2 separate regions of the Hordeum vulgare genome follow, and region 2 is linked to region 1. The links are chromatin contacts, called in public Hi-C maps. All regions are on one chromosome and are shown on one strand. Each heading gives the region's core, a stretch centred on a gene start, on an enhancer-like site or on the middle of the called end of the contact. The rest is flanking DNA. Distances are from core to core; before and after follow the strand shown.

Region 1 (5,116 bases), core at 1,834-4,333:
TAAACGAGATTGAAATAGGTATACGGATACTGACGATCGAATCTCGGGCAAGTAACATACCGAAGGACAAAGGGAATGACATACGGGATTATACGAATCCTTGGCACTGAGGTTCAAACGATAAGATCTTCGTAGAATATGTAGGATCCAATATGGGCATCCAGGTCCCGCTATTGGATATTGACCGAGGAGTCTCTCGGGTCATGTCTACATAGTTCTCGAACCCGCAGGGTCTGCACACTTAAGGTTCGACGTTGTTTTATGCGTATTTGAGTTATATGGTTGGTTACCGAATGTTGTTCGGAGTCCCGGATGAGATCACGGACGTCACGAGGGTTTCCGGAATAGTCTGGAAACGAAGATTGATATATAGGATGACCTCATTTGATTACCGGAAGGTTTTCGGAGTTACCGGGAATGTACCGGGAATGACGAATGGGTTCCGGGAGTTCACCGGAGGGGGGCAACCCACTCCGGGGAAGCCCATAGGCATTTGGGGGGGTCACACCAGCCCTTAGTGGGCTGGTGGGACAGCCCACCAATCCCCTATGCGCCAAGAGAGAAAAAATCAAAGGAGAGAAAAAAAAGGAAGAAGTGGGAAGGGGGAAGGACTCCCTCCCACCAAACCAAGTAGGACTCGGTTTGGGGGGGGGGAGAGTCCTCCCCCCTGGCTCGGCCGACCCCTTGGGGATCCCTTGGACCCCAAGGCAAGGTCCCCCTCCCTCCTCCTATATATATGGGGCTTTTAGGGCAGATTTGAGACGACTTTCTCACGGCTGCCCGACCACATACCTCCATAGTTTTTCCTCTAGATCGTGTTTCTGCGGAGCTCGGGCGGAGCCCTGCTGAGATAAGATCATCACCAACCTCCGGAGCGCCGTCACGCTGCCGGAGAACTCTTCTACCTCTCCGTCTCTCTTGCTGGATCAAGAAGGCCGAGATCATCGTCGAGCTGTACGTGTGCTGAACGCGGAGGTGTCGTCCGTTCGGTACTAGATCGTGGGACTGATCGCGGGATTGTTCGCGGGGCGGATCGAGGGACGTGAGGACGTTCCACTACATCAACCGCGTTCTTTAACGCTTCTGCTGTGCGATCTACAAGGGTACGTAGATCACTCATCCCCTCTCGTAGATGGACATCACCATGATAGGTCTTCGTGCGCGTAGGAAAATTTTTGTTTCCCATGCGACGTTCCCCAACAGCCTCGTCATTTGAAAGCTCGTGGTACTCCTGAAAAAATATCAAACAAGTCAATGATAAACTTGCAATAATTATCATGGCGAGGGACATACACGTGATTAGCTTTCCAAACCTTGGCGGCTCGGTGGTAGGATTTGACTCTAGTAGCGAGGTCTTTATCACCGTTCGGATGCGTGTGAGGGATAGCCCGGGAAGGAGAAGTGGACGGGAGGAACATATGATCCGAAAGCCATTTATTCTCGAAACGAATCTGATGGGAGGAAGGGATGCGAGAGGAGGTAGTGATAAGGAGGGGGAAGTGGTCGGAAGTGACACGAGGGCGAGAAGCCATCGTGGAGTGAAACTGTGTGGATCCGATTTGTCCCTTCGTATCATGTGAGTGGTTTGCTTAGAAAATTGCGACACTTAGCAAAAGGCAATGCCACTTTTGAGGAATACTATGATCATTTGTGTGTTGTTTTGTTTCCTTGTGGCTTAGAAGAATGTGAAGAAGCTATTATGAATAGATTTTTAAGAGGTTTAAATCATGATATATAAGAGATGATAATTATGTGTTCCGTCTGGTTAGTCAAGCTCAATCTCTCCCTAATAATAAAGCGTCTAAGGCTTCTGTCGTCCGTCGTGGCTATTTTGCATAAAAGCCCCTGATGTTTGCTGAAATCAACCCGCAGTCCTGTTTTAAGTCAGAAAAATGAATCGTTTTTTTGAATGTTTCAGAAAACCCCCTGATGTTTCAGGTAATCAACCCGTAGTCCGGATTTAAGTCAGAAAACGAATCGTTTTTTGCTTTTCTCAGAAAACCCCCTGATGTTTCAGGTAATAAACCCGCCCTCCGTTTTTAGTCAGTCAAAACGTTTTTTTGTTTAACAACAAAAAACCCTGATTTTTCAGTTAATCAATCCACATTTTATCTAAAACAAAAATATTCATATCTTTTAAACCGTAACTCTGATTTTAACATATTATATATGAAATTTGATTAAAAAAACATGTAGAATCTAAATAGGATGTTATTTTTAGCTGTTGAATACTCCTTAAATATTATTTTTTGTGCAAACTTAATCTGTAGTGCACAATCCTTTTTTTTTTCTTTCTTTCCGGCGACGATACGAATTACAATAAACATCCATTAAATTAAACCCAAATTGAGAGGAAAGAAAATCATCGTTAACCACACATGCACACCTTTGAAAAACCTCATGGGGAGAAACAACCTATTTTCATCTTATTCCGAGTGATTGTACATTCAAACGCGTTTTCGTTGTATGAGCACTAAGGTCATCGTCGACAACACAAATGTGATGTCATGTGAAAATTTATTACGTTCAGAGCGTGTGTTATTTTCTCTTCCGTTGCAACGCACGGGCTCTTTTGCTAGTGGGAAATAAGAGAGACATGTATACAGGACGAACATGTGTGTGATAGAATCCCTGTCAACGAAGGTTACTTTCTCCACTGCACCCGCCAACTATTGGCACCCCAAACATTGATGATTTGTCTGGCAATTCTCGCCTAGCTCCGTCACTGATTCTGAAATTTGAATTTTGAACTCCCTTTCACATCATTGCCACCTCCATCCAGGAAAGATGAGAGAAAGAAGCGGCGAACAAGGCAAAGCTAGCTGTGGATATTATCCTCCAACGGGCCTGGGCTGGCGATCACCTCACCTGCTCAGCAACACGCAGTCGTCGTCCCAGACCAGCTGTCTCCGACGTCATCAAAGCGGAATCCCCGGGCGCACCCATCTAGGTCACTGCGCCTGGGACCCACCCAGCCCCCGTAACGGCCCGGCCGGGGCTCCCCTGCCGCTCGGGCCAGTCAGAGCGGCCGGATGCCCGCCACGTGTCCCGCGGCACGTGAGGGAAGCGCAAAAGACGTCGCCGCCGCGGCGCGTTTGGACGGAGGGAAGGAGGAAGGATCGGAACGGAACAGAAAGAAAGAAAAGCCTCTCCATTTTATCAGTTTCGGATTCGTTCCTCCGGCGGCCGCTAGCAAGGGAGCCCGGCGCTAGGGCCAAGGCCGGATTGGATGGCTCATGCCGCCGACGCGAGGTCGCGCTGCGTCGTCGCGGTGCTCTTCGCCGTAGCCGTCTTCCTCGCCTGCTTGCCGCCCGCCGCCGCCTCCTCCTCGTCTTCCCGGGCAGGTACGTGCGTCGTCCCGTCCGCCATGCGTTCGTTGCTCTCTACAACCCCCGCCGCAAGGCCACCTCCCTGGTTCTCGCGCCGCACGGGAATCTCCTGCGCTCTTTGACGCCTTTGTTGGTCATCTCCCTCGCAGCGGCGGCGGCGGCATTGCAACGAGTCGAGATGGCGGCCATGTACACCCCGCAGGACCTGCAGGAGAAGCCGGATGTGACCAAGGTACGTACGCGGCCGCCATGTTACGGCTTCGGGCCGAAGGAAAGGCGGCTCCTTTGGTGGTTTCTTGCTGTCGTGTTTCGAGCTCATGGGGTTTTGATTTTCGATGCGCAGGACGCGGAGGAGGACGTGAGCACGACGGGGTTCGGCGCGGAGGAGGAGAGGGAGGTGCCCACCGGGCCGGACCCCATCCACCACCACGGCAGGGGACCCAGGCGCCGGCAGTCGCCCTGATCGCGCGGCAGGTGGAGGATGCTTCCGTGGGTCGGTTCATCCAGCGTGAGTGAGCCATGAATCAAGAACCAGATTCTGATATGCCCTGTGCATGGGTGCTCTGTTCAATCTGCACATTGGATTCTGATCCTATTGTTGTTGTAGGGTACTAATCAAAGGAAAAAAAAAAAAGGGGGGGGGGGGGGGGCTACAATTCATAATAAGGGCTGTACAATGAGCTGTTCTTCCCCTAAACAAACTTATTTCTTATTCTTAGTTTTGTTACTACCTGCTTGGCTTCCATGTGATTTTACATTTTTGTGTGGCGTTGATGTTTAAATAGATAGCTGGTTCCTGTTTCATGTGATTGTCCAATTGAAACTGGGGGCAAGAAGCAATAGCTCCTTATTTCGTTCCAACAAAATTGAAAAATTGTTCTCTTCTGCTTAGGGCTGGGAAAGAGTTCATCAACAGTTTGACTGAGATGTGTTGGGTCCATTCTGAGGCCTGGGATGTGCTCTGCACACCTAGCTACTGCCTCAATTCATCCAAGGCTTCATTTTCTTCATATTATTTTGCCTATATTTGCCAGCACTGTGGGTATTGTAGTCTTTTCAGTTGCACCAAAATCTTGTTGCAACAAATTTATAAGTTCTTGTTCAATCTTTACATTACTCCAGTTCAGTTAGGACTGCGCCGGCCATTATGTACTTCAAAATTTTGCATGGGCACAAGGGCAGCTTTGCCTACTTAAAAAAATGTACAGATGAATATGAAGGAGTTTGGCACCATGAATTTGAATACATTTTCATGTTGCTGACTTGCTGGATCTATATTTACTCTGGAATTTGAAGTGGCTGTCTGCTGGTAGCAAGGTCTATCAGATTCCCTACACCCTGCAGAAATCAGAAGTATTCTGTAACTCTGTTCTAGGTTTCTGGGAAGATGCTGGGGATTAAACTGGAACATGTTAATCTGATTGCAATGCAAAGGCGGCGCAGATGTGCTGATATGAATCAGCACTCTGTTCCATTAACTTCTCATCTACAGGACCTGTCAATCTGTCATTCCTCTGAACTCTGAAGTGCATTCCCTCTAGTATTTCTGTATGTTGAATGGATTCAGATTTTGCTGAGAATGATTCAGATATGGCAAACAAAAGAAATACTTGCATAATTCAGTGAGATATATACAAGAATGGCAGCACAAATCCCGCTGTGGGAAATATCTGTCCCGTTCGGACGCATTTCTTTTCACTTTCAAGTTCAACCGATGTTTAGCCATGGAGTTTCTTCTCAGAATGTCGACGTCAGTCACTGGCGCTTACACACATCACGGCAGTAAA
Region 2 (5,116 bases), core at 1,576-4,075, 630 kb before region 1:
AGTACAATCACAGAGAAGATGAGGGTGCATATGAGATCAATAATCTTCCATTCGGGCTTGTACCAGATGAGAGCCCCTCCAATCATTACACCGACACTCTGGATGGAGTCCCCAATTACATGCAGATAGGCACTGTGAACATTGATATTACGGCGAGGCTTCTTAGGAGGCTTGGCTCCAGGCTGGGCACTCTCACAATCACCATCATGTTTAAGCAATGGTTCCTCCACATCCTGATGTTGTCCAGTGCTCGAATGAGAATGATGATTAGTTGTAACGGTAATAGTAGTACCATGGCTGTGCTCATGGTGATGTACATGGCCCTGCTCATGATCTCCATGATCCTCTGAGTCACCATGATCATGGTCATGTGAATGTCCATGGCTATGCCCATGTCCACCATGACCATGGTCATGACCAAGCAACACTGCCATTATGATGTTAACAAACAAACCAAAAGCTGATACAGCAAACATGAGGGAGCCCTGTACCTCACCACTTTCATTAATGAGCCTCATAATAGCTTCGTAGACAAGTATGCCAGCAAGGAGCCATATAAGCTGAATGGAGACCAATGCCCCAAGAATCTCTATACGGAAAAATCCATATGACTGCTGAGGTGTTGCTTCCCAACCAGCTGCCCATAGGGAGAACAAAGATATGGCAAAGGCTGCAACATCCGAAAGGAGATGGGCAGCATCAGTCAAGATTGCAAGACTGTTTGCTTTGATGCCTCCAACCACTTCAACCGCCATGAATATAACACAAAGGATCACAGCAATTAGGAGCTTCTTCATGGATGCAGACCTCTCCTTTAAATCTTTCGAGGTGTTACTGGCGTCAGAAAAGTCACAAGCAGCACCCCTGCAAATTTTGTTCCCAGCTGCTCCAGAAGCGGATGACATGTCCATGATTACTTCAGGAACATGGGGCTGTGATGAATTATGGCTGTCCATCTGAAAACAACAGCCGAGTCAACACATAGGTACAATAATGGTACGAGATCTACTAACACACAGATGCTATAATGAAAACTCATGTGTGTAGTTCCTACTAACTAGTGTGAAAAATGAAGGGAAAGGTATCGCAAGTACCCACATATGAAAAATACCATCACAAGTAGAAGTGAAAGGTAAAGCTTGTGAGAATATTTTATGCAGAAACAATAGTTAATTAAGATCACAATCCAAAGGGGGCACACATGACAGTCATTAAGATTGAAATCCACAGGATATGGTCTAACATAACTTTGGCACAAGCAATCATATTTAACATATTTTAGCACGCAGTTCATAAAAATGGCACGCCTGGACCACATCCTAATTGATAAATTGGATGACATCAGCTATGAAAAGGTCAGCCAAGGCAAAGTCAATATTCAGTATAGGTTTGCAAAACATGGCAGGAATCTGGAGCTAGCTAGCCAAACAATATATGCCTATGAACTTTCCACCTTTATGTGAACAAAACATGGAGCAGAGTAACTCAAGTGGCCAAAGCTAACAAATTCAAAAAACAATTAAGAGAAGGTGCATTAACTCAAGTTCATAATATGAAACAGAGACGCAGAACTTAAACAAAACACTGATGGTCTGGTGGCAGAACAAAATGACTGTACGGGCACTGCCAAACTGGTTTACACCAGTTCTACCCCACAAATTCGATCCACCTAAAACCACAACAAGTATCAAAACAGCAAAACCCGCAAGACCACACAGACATCAATACTACTACTACTAATTCACCTGTTCCACCCCACAAATTCGATCCACCTAAAACCAAAACAAGTATCGAAACAGCTAGACTACACAGACATCAATACTACTACTAATCTGAAAATAAACATAAGATACAGACATCTCTCCCTCGCCCCAAACCACAAAAACAATCAAAATTACCAGAGATCAATCAGGTACTCGCACCTCAGTCGCCGAGAAAACAATGCCTCCTCAACCAAAGATTTACCAATCGCCAACTTTTTTTCTTTAGGAGGAGGAGGACACAGCCAACTCAGAAACAGATATTATTCGGGTCACAAAAGCGAACACAAATTGGAATGTGGCACCACGGGGGGCTAGGCGAGTAGGGCGCAGCTGCGATGGATAAGTACTTGACGCGAAGGAGACCAACAAACAGTGCCGGGGTGATTGATTAATCCGCCACGGCACGCCGCTCGCGGACAAGCGAGTAAGCGCCGAGGAACGAGGAACTCGGCAACCACCTGCAGACCAACGGAATCGCGTCGCAAGGACCCAACACAGAAACCAACAAAATATATAACATGCGCAGTAGACGGGCCACGGAGACAGCGACCCGCGATCCAATTCCTCCGATCAGGATACCAGTAGTAGTAGTAGTAGTATCCTTCGAATTTTGTACCCTCCATCTCTGACCCGAACTACCCCGATCCAACCCCGGCCGAGTTCTACTTCTACCTTCCCTACCAGTCACCCGTAACTGAAACTCCAACAGAAGCTGAAAAAAATCGTTCCACGGGAGAACCAAAACACGCGTAGCGCGTAGGAACCGCGCGAACTAGAATGAAATCAACGGCTTCTTTGCCCGTGGACGGCCCATTGATCGGAACGGAACGGAACGAAGCCGGAAAAATCCATGGATCGGGGCGGAGTAACGGCAATCTATCCTTCCGGTGGGGCAATCAGAGAGAGAAGGTGCGAGGTGCTAACCTGGATTGAGCGGCAGAAGCAGCAGCGGTGCTGCGGTCGCCGCCACCGCCGCCGCCGCGGAGTTTGGGAGGGGGAGGGAGGCGGTTTGTGAGGACGGCGAAGTGAGGGGGAGGAGGCGTGAGTCGCGAGAGGATGCGACAGAAAAGGAGGCGAGCAGAAGGGTAGTTCGGTTATTTGTGTTTGTAAAGGATGACTCCCGTGCCGAAGGTGGACAGCTACCGTGTCAATCAGAAAAAAAAACGGGCACGTTTTCAAATTACAGTGAAAACAATATAGTACTCCCTCCGTAAACTAATATAAGAGCATTTAGAATACTAAAGTAGTATTCTAAATCCTCTTATATTAGTTCACAGAGGGAGTACTTTATTAATTTTCTTTTATGAAATTTTCTAGTTTCAGTTTAGTAAATTTCAGCTCTACACCACCGTCGTCCTCTCTTGGCCCGAAGAACGACTCTTTGTCATCGCATATATCCGAGAGTTACTCTTTGTCCTTGCATGGTCGAAGAGGCCCTTTTCGTTTTTTCGTTTGGGTCGATGATTACTCTTCATCTTTAAAAAAGGCTGAAGACTTTGTTTTCATTAATGTAACAGATAAAGAGTGATGACAATATCTTCTATACAATACAACTCGTTTCTATTAAATTCTCGCGCCATCGAAACCGCATCGATGGGGAGAACCCATTCATATGAAGGACCACTTGAACCGTGTATTGTGGAGGACAAATTTCATCTTTCAATCTACACTGACCACCGTACTCCTACATCGCGCTCGATGAGAAATTTTCCAATTAATCACATGCATATATTCATCTAGATGCCACCAACATAGAGTTGTCAACATCCGATTCACGTGTGCGCATGACACATGTCATAGTTGTTGGAAATATGTCCTAGAAGCAATAATAAATTGGTTATTTTTATATTTCCTTGTTCATGATAATCGTTTATTATTCATGCTAGAATTGTATTGATTGGAAACTCAAATACATGTATCGATACATAGACAACACATTGTCCCTAGTGAGCCTGTAGTTGACTAGCTCGTTGATCAAAGATGGTCAAGGTTTCCTGGCCAGAAACAAGTGTTGTTACTTGATAACGGGGTAATGATGTGATGGACAAGACCCAAACAATAAACGTAGCATATGATCGTGTCAGTTTATTGCTACTGTTTTTCTGCATGTCAATGTATCTGTTCCTATGACCCTGAGATCATGCAACTCCCGGACACCGGAGGACTACCTTGTGTGTATCAAACGTCGCAACGTTACCGAGTGACTATAAAGCTCACTCTGAATAATTCCTCGTTGATTTTCATTGCTTTTGGAGTTGCGCAGAATAGGTATCTCAAACTTTCTCCTTTTTTAGGCCAGAATTCCAGCTATCGGCATTCTCCTTCTTCATGTAAACCTTGTAAAATTAGAGAGAAAAGACATATTGTACCGTGAAGTGTAATAACAGCCCATAAAGCGATAAATATCAACATAAAAGCATGATGCAAAATGGACGTATCAACTCCCCCAAGCTTAGACTTCGCTTGTCCTCAAGCGGAAATCGAGATCAATAAATATGCCCACATGTTTAGAGATAGAGATGTCGATAAAACAAAATACGGACATGCAGGCATCATGATCATAATTAAAACAACAATATCATCATATAATCTCTTATGCTAGAGTGATAATTACTTCACAAAGTAAAGTATGGATCAAGAACCTTATTAAGAATTAACAACAATAGCCTTTAATCATTGAAGCAATTGCAATTTATCATAACGTTGGAAAGAATCAAATAAGAGCTTGTAAAGCAAATCCACATACTCAATCATCATTTCGTCTTCTACAATTGCTAAAACTCACATGTGACTCATGAGATCAAAGTTTCAGTTGGACACAAAGAAAGATAGGGGCTTATAGTTTCGCCTCCCAACTACTTACCTCAAGGGTAATGTCAAAAATAATAATTCATGAATACTTACTTCCAAGTTGACTATGAATATAGATCTTTCCCTATCATATGACGTTAGCCAAGATAAAGGCGAAATAAGGAATTGTTGTCGATCACCATGACTCTTTTAAGGGCAAAAAGTAAAGGTACAAGATAGGCCCTTCGTAGAGGGAAGCAGAGTTGTCATGTGTTTTTGAGGTTTGGATGTGTGACCTTTTAGTGCGAAGGAACGCCACTTTATATTGCCTCCTGTGATAAAGAACTTTATTTTGCAGTCTATCGCTTTTATGTCTTCCTCATCACAGGTTCGTACAAAGCTTATTTTCCACACACTAATAGATCATACATATTTAGGGAGCAATTTTTATTGCTTGCACCGATGACAACTGACTCGAGGGATCTTATTCAATCCATAGGTAGGTATGGTGGACTCTCATGGCAAAACCGGGTTGAAGGTTTATGGATGCACAAGTATTATCT

Evidence for each region. Hi-C and Micro-C count contacts between places; a contact is called where the count stands out from the background.
Region 2: a contact with region 1 is called in a Hi-C map of seedling, with 5 times the contacts expected there. The contact joins the promoter of LOC123426987 here to the promoter of LOC123430411 in region 1. A contact is called at or near these places in 2 of 6 Hi-C or Micro-C datasets (leaf and seedling).

Annotation. Positions count from the first base shown.
Region 1 is chr2H:523,067,043-523,072,158 of MorexV3_pseudomolecules_assembly, reverse strand. LOC123430411 reads left to right here and starts at 3,083. Exons shown (of 3, transcript XM_045114280.1): 1 at 3,083-3,344; 2 at 3,479-3,561; 3 at 3,673-4,220. The coding sequence starts at 3,230. The coding sequence ends at 3,792. LOC123426986 (FT-interacting protein 1-like) reads right to left here. Exons shown (of 1, transcript XM_045110910.1): 1 at 4,929-5,116.
Region 2 is chr2H:523,697,318-523,702,433 of MorexV3_pseudomolecules_assembly, reverse strand. It overlaps LOC123426987 (metal tolerance protein 1-like), which reads right to left and starts at 2,825. Exons shown (of 2, transcript XM_045110912.1): 1 at 2,688-2,825; 2 at 1-956. The coding sequence starts at 956.